Linked DNA regions of Hordeum vulgare: region 2 is linked to region 1. The links are chromatin contacts, called in public Hi-C maps. All regions are on one chromosome and are shown on one strand. Each heading gives the region's core, a stretch centred on a gene start, on an enhancer-like site or on the middle of the called end of the contact. The rest is flanking DNA. Distances are from core to core; before and after follow the strand shown.

Region 1 (2,984 bases), core at 122-2,621:
GTTTGATCTATCGAAACGCAATGGGGACATAATAATATATACACGTGTTACTACTAGTAGTGGGCTGTCAATCACCTATAATCAATCCAAGTCATTACTAGATAGTTGAAGGGACCTTTGCGACAATGCATTCTATGTAAACACGCCTAAGGAATCTATCTAAAGGTTTATAGTCTCCGCGTACCCATACGTAAACTTAAATCACACAAAGACATGACTAGTATTTTTACCTTCTCCATCGAGGGGTCCTAACTTGTATACATTCTTGTGTCTCCAATCACGTCTCGTCAGACCAAACTCCGTTCATACCCCCCTTTCATTGTCAAATTGAGCACCACGACACATACCAACCCACATGTTTATCACCCCCTAGGAAACAACATGGTGTCACAAACACACTTCCATATATACTTGGTATGTCAAAGATACTGTCACGTCGATAAAATATGCGGAAAATCAAGTACAATCTGAGGCAGAGATATGATCCACGACCTAGGGATCGGGCCCCGAGGATTGAGTCCCAACTCCTTTGCGGTTACCACACACGTAAGGTACAAATCCAAGGTAGTTTTCGAAGCCGGCTCAGGCCTGCTATCGGTTTGACACTATCCGTGACTACAATGTCATATGTTATTAGACGGAGTTTCTTGAAAAGATAAAATTAGACAGAGCAAGTTTATACATCGGCTTTTACCGTTTCTTGAGTTCGATGACTAATTTGCTTCCACCTGGACAATATAATTTACCGCATGTGGTTTTCACTCTTGTACCCGATCATTTTTCCCCGAGGGAAAGTACTTGATCTCTTTTATTGTCGATTGAACGAGGCAAATCTTTTTGACCTTGGTTTGAAGTACATCTGGGCATGGACAGCCAGGCCCGGCCGACCCGACCCGAAAATCCCGGGCCCGGCCGGGCTCAGGTCTGAAAAGTAAGCCCGAAGAGCAGACCGAGCCGGGCTCAGGCTTGCAAAACGTATTTTTTAAGTCTAGAACGGGCCGGGCCTGTCGGGCTTTACCAAGCTTTGCATGTTCGGGCTGGGTTCGGGCCCGATTTGTTAGGCCCGACGGCCGGGCCGGGCCGGGCTCGGGCCTGAGTTTTCCCGTTCGGACTTTTTAAAGCCCGGTCCGACCCGGACTATGCCCAGGTTTAGTTTGTAGGAACGGTCCTGTCACGGTGATCCTCCTCCGCTGCCATCGACTTCGCCGTTACATGAAGCGAAATCAGCAGCGATCTGATCTGATGGCCAGGAATCTCCGATCTGATCCCGAAATAAACTAATTGTGTTTGTAGATAAAGAAAAGAAAAAGGGCGAGGGAGCGAAAAGGCAAAACAAAAAAGAAAGAAACCGGTGCGCATCTCCCGCATCGCCTCGCCCCACCAGCCTCCTCCCCCGTCCCTCAGATCTCCCCCGACCCGCGCCGCATCTCGCCCGGCCGGACGACGCCCGCCGGCGAGGGGGGGCCGCTCGCCGCCGCGATGTACATGGCGTACGGGTGGCCGCAGTCGATCCCGCTGGACCCGGGCGAGTCCGACGGCGCGGTCCTCCTCCGCGTCCTCGGCCGCCTCCTCCTCGCCGTCTGCCCCGCCTCGCTCCACCTCTGGTCCGCCTCCCACCACAAGGTCCGCCTCGCCCGCCTCGACCGCTCCCCGGACTCCCTCGCCGCGCACGGCCCCAACGCCGACGCCGTCTGGAGCCCCGACGCCAAGACCGTCGCCGTCCTGGTCAGCCTCTCCCCGCTTGCTCCGCGCCAGCTCCCTCCCTCTCTCTCTTCCGCTCAACGACTCACTTCCATGCGTGTGTGTGTGACTGTGTGTGTGTGCGTGTGCTGTGCGCAGACCTCTTCCTTCTACCTCCACATATACAAGGTGCAGCTCTCGGGGAAGCCGCTGATCGTCGGGGGCAAGCAGCTCCCCGGGCTCTGCCTCGCCGGTCTGTCCCAAGTAATCGTCGAGAAGGTCCCTCTCGCCAATGACATTTCTGTAACGTACGGTATCCGGCCACTGCTCCTTACCCCCAGACACGAGAGCCAACAAAAATTCCTGCTGCGGGGAGCTAATGTGTCAGTATGGTATCATGTTTCAGGAGCAATTTCGCGTGCGACAGCAAGAGCATGCTCCTTGGACTGTCCAATGGGCACTTGCAGGTCGTGTCCTGGAATGCTGAGGTACATGGAAATGCATACTGCTTTTGTTTCTTGTAAGTCGCCCGTTAGAAGCGAAGCGTGTACTTGTGCCATCTTTGCTTCCTACTTGCTATCTTAAGCATGCTGCATGTGTTGTTGTTGTTCTTGCTTGCCAGTTCTCGGACAGCTTCAAGCTTCGTTGCTCCGCATGCTCGCCCGACAAAACTGCTGCCGTTGTAGATGCTTTGGTGTTTGATCCGCCTAGCTTGCGAGGAAATTCTAATGCAAGGCCTGCTCCCTGCTGCACAGGGGATTTTGCTATCGTCCATGTTGAGTTGTCGGTGAAGCTAAGATTGCTAGTTGCTGTGTACTCAGACTGTCAGGTTGCGCTTTGTACGGTTGGCAAGAAGGGATTAAAGCAAACCAGCGGCATCAGGGTAGACAGATGGTTGAACACTGTCGATGCAATGTGTACTTCTGTGGCTTCCGAACAGCAGATTCTTGCCGTCGGGTGCAGCAGAGGTGTTGTTGAATTGTATGACCTGGCTGAGAATGCGCGGCATATACGCACTCTTTCTTTGTTTGACTGGGGGTAAGCCTCTCATACAGATATATGTTTTTTCTTAAGCTGTTAAGAACAAGTTGCATTGGTTGTTCTGAGTTCTGACGACCTAACTTTCTGGCAGTTGGTTGCAAATTTGTACTGATTTAGGAAACCCTTCTTACATGTAATGAAACATTAGTGGAATTTTGAGACATTTTGTTACTTTATTTACTAGACGTCGTCATCTCAAAGTGTTGCAAATTCCAGTGAATTTTGAGTGCCTGATTGTATTGGTTAAGCACCTAATGTCAATA
Region 2 (2,984 bases), core at 309-2,808, 190 kb after region 1:
CCAAGCGCGATGGCACTCGGAGCACCGTGTCCCACTGCCGTACCCCGATGCCACCCTCCCGCACCACTGACATCTGGATTTGGAGAGGATCTCGGTATCGGCCGTGCCACGGTTGGCGCGAATGCACGCGCAGGAGGTGAGTCACCGTCGGCGTCAGCAAACGTCGGAGCAGCAACTCAACCCGGTGTACGCGGCTGACTCTCCCAACTGGGAGGTTTGGTTCACCTTGGAGCACGAGGAGCAGCGCCGGCGCGGCATGCCCGACGTGCAGCCGGGAGACCCTCCGCCACCCCTGCTCGTCGTTAGCGACGAAGATCAGGAGGCGGAGGCCGCCTACCAGGCGGCGCTTGCAGCTGTTCTCCGCTGGAGCGAGGAGGAAGAGTGGCGCAAGGCCGACGAGGAGGAGGCGACGTACGAGGCGCAACTCGCGGAGGCCATTTCACTGTCCGTCGTCGGCGACTGCGTCGTGCCAGATCGGCCGAAGACCGAGCCGACGAAACCGCCGCGGGAGGTTTACCAAGGACCGGCTGTGTCCGTGAGTGGGTGAGCGCGCCGCTCATCTGGTTGGGCGCGACGCAGCAGCATGAGGAAGCCTACCTCCAGCACTGAAGGGCGCAACACCTCGTGGCGGGGCGCCGAGGCCCGTCGGCAGATGGAGCTGGAGAAGGAGACGGAGGAGGAACGACGGGAGCTGGAGGAGGAAGAGCGCGCCCGTGCTGCGCTGCCACGACCACCAGCACATCCCGCGCCGGCGAGACAGACGACGGAGGCGCAGGTAGCTGCGTTCTGGAACACGGCATTTCCCTGGGCCGGCCCTGCGCCTACGCTGGTTGACCTCACCGGCCCCAACAAGGACGACTACGTGGACGCCTAGTTTATATTTTTTGTTATGTTTAATTAATGTAATGAGACGCGTGGACTCTCGTCAGTCTTCGTGTCCGCCTTTTAATGTATAATTATGTTTGTTTATTATTTTCGTCCTGTTTTTTTTCCACGCATCGTCAAAGATGAATCGGACCAGCGTTGGATGTATGCGCCGACCCAAACGTCGAAGCGGACATTGACGTCTGCCGGGCGATCCAAGCAGACAAAAAAGTGATAAAATGGTCGTTCCGTTGTTAAAGTTGCTCTAACCAGGGTATCCGATCGGCCGTGATCCGATCCGGCCGAGACCTGGTACACGAGTAGCTCCCCAGGGCACCACGGGTCGTACGTAGCGCGCGCGTGACCAAATGCAGGCCACGCCTCCTTGCAGATAGCGTCGAGTAATCAGTAATGCCCGGGTTGACATGCAGTGTAACTCGAGGATAAGATGGAGAATGAGAGAATAACCAAGTAACCCACTGGGGCTTGGGCTTGGGCTGGTTGTTGTTGCTTGCGTGGACACTCCCTGCCGTGTAGGCAACGGACGGCGCGGAAGCACGCACGCAGGAAGCAGGCAAGCAAGAAGAAGGGCAGGCCAGCCCAACGCCAACTGAACCGGAGATCATCGGTTGGCGTGGTGGCAGTAGGATTCTATAAAAACGGAGGTGCGCGTCATCGCCAACGGAACAGAATCACGCCACACGTGCCGGCCCGCCGCGCCTCCACCGCAGAACCCGTGTGGCCCGGCGCCGCGCCTCCCCTCTCTCCCCTCCCCCGCCCATCCGTCCGCGCAAACAAACCACATTCCCTCCATCGCTCCACCACACCACAGGTAGCGCGCCGCACCCGCACGCGCACGGGCGGCCCACCTCCACACGACACGAGCCCATCCCCTTCCCCACCTGAAGCCGACGCCGACGCCGACGAGTCCCGCGCGGATGGCGGCGCCGGCGCCGGCGATGGCCCCCGCGCTGACGGCGTGATACCCGGAGCGAGCGAATATCCCCGCGGCCCGAATCCCCCAGCCAATAACAGCGCCACGCCCTCCCTCACTTCCCCACCGCAAATCCCGAGGACGCCTCCTCCCCCCTCGTCCCTCTCGCATCCCCTCCCCCGCCCCTAAGCGCAACCGCACCGCCGCCCGGAGCCCAGCCGCCCAAGTCGGCTGCCCGCTCGCTCAGCCGACCCCGAGGATCGTACCAGAGGCACGCAGGTACGGACCACCACCACCACCATCACCATCCATCCATCCCCTCACTCACTCCCTCCCTCTCCCTCAACAATCTGCGTGCTGCCTGCTTCTCTCCCGATTATTTTCCCTGTTTTTTTTTCTTTTCCTTTATGCAAGTTCGTTCGTTCGTCCCTTCTTATCCCTTCCGTCTGTTTCGGGAGGAGGCGGAACGAGTTTCCCCCCTTTTCTTTCCTGGCCAAGATCGGCGGGGAATTCCGTTGGCGAATTCTCCGCCCCGCGGGGGAATCATAGCAGCTCAGTCCGTGCAGGTTCTGCTTTCAGATTTCGGATTGGGATTTTGCGGCCAAACCATTCGGCCTTCGCCTTCAGAAGCGCGATCTCGCGCTGCTCCAACGCATTCTTCGCCCGGCCCATTCTTTTTTTCGGGAACGATTCTGTCTCGTCTCTGACGGTAGGCTGATCTGGGGTGTTATTGGTCAAATCCGTGGGGAATTGTCCGATTTCGTTTCTTGATTTCATATGCCCTTATATATTTGTCTGATGGAAGGTGCCAAATCTTTGGTCTGTGGACTAATAATTTTCGTACTGTATTTTTCTATCGACAGGGAAGGGGCTAACAAGAGCAGCTGATTGGAACTGGTGGATTGCAATCGGGTGATGTACTTAGCTCTGTCGCCGATCCAACTCAAGCCAGCTTGATCACGCAGTCTCTGGCACACATGGCGCCCTCTGCTGCCGCTGCGGCCAGCACCGAGTCTGATGGGGCACAGCGCATGGCCAAGTTCCTCTGCAGCTTCGGAGGCAGCATCCTTCCCCGCCCGCTCGACGGCCGTCTCCGTTACGTCGGCGGCGACACCAGGATCGTCATGCTGCCCCGTGACATATCCTACTCCGACCTGGCCGCGCGGATGCGGGAGCTCTATGACGA

Evidence for each region. Hi-C and Micro-C count contacts between places; a contact is called where the count stands out from the background.
Region 2: a contact with region 1 is called in a Hi-C map of leaf, with 2.0 times the contacts expected there. The contact joins the promoter of LOC123406092 here to the promoter of LOC123406380 in region 1. A contact is called at or near these places in 3 of 6 Hi-C or Micro-C datasets (leaf and seedling).

The regions. Positions count from the first base shown.
Region 1 is chr6H:532,005,306-532,008,289 of MorexV3_pseudomolecules_assembly, forward strand. LOC123406380 (guanine nucleotide exchange factor subunit Rich-like) reads left to right here and starts at 1,372. Exons shown (of 22, transcript XM_045099888.1): 1 at 1,372-1,725; 2 at 1,840-1,988; 3 at 2,087-2,168; 4 at 2,303-2,718. The coding sequence starts at 1,480.
Region 2 is chr6H:532,194,520-532,197,503 of MorexV3_pseudomolecules_assembly, forward strand. It overlaps LOC123406092, which reads left to right and starts at 1,559. Exons shown (of 10, transcript XR_006612005.1): 1 at 1,559-2,077; 2 at 2,662-2,984.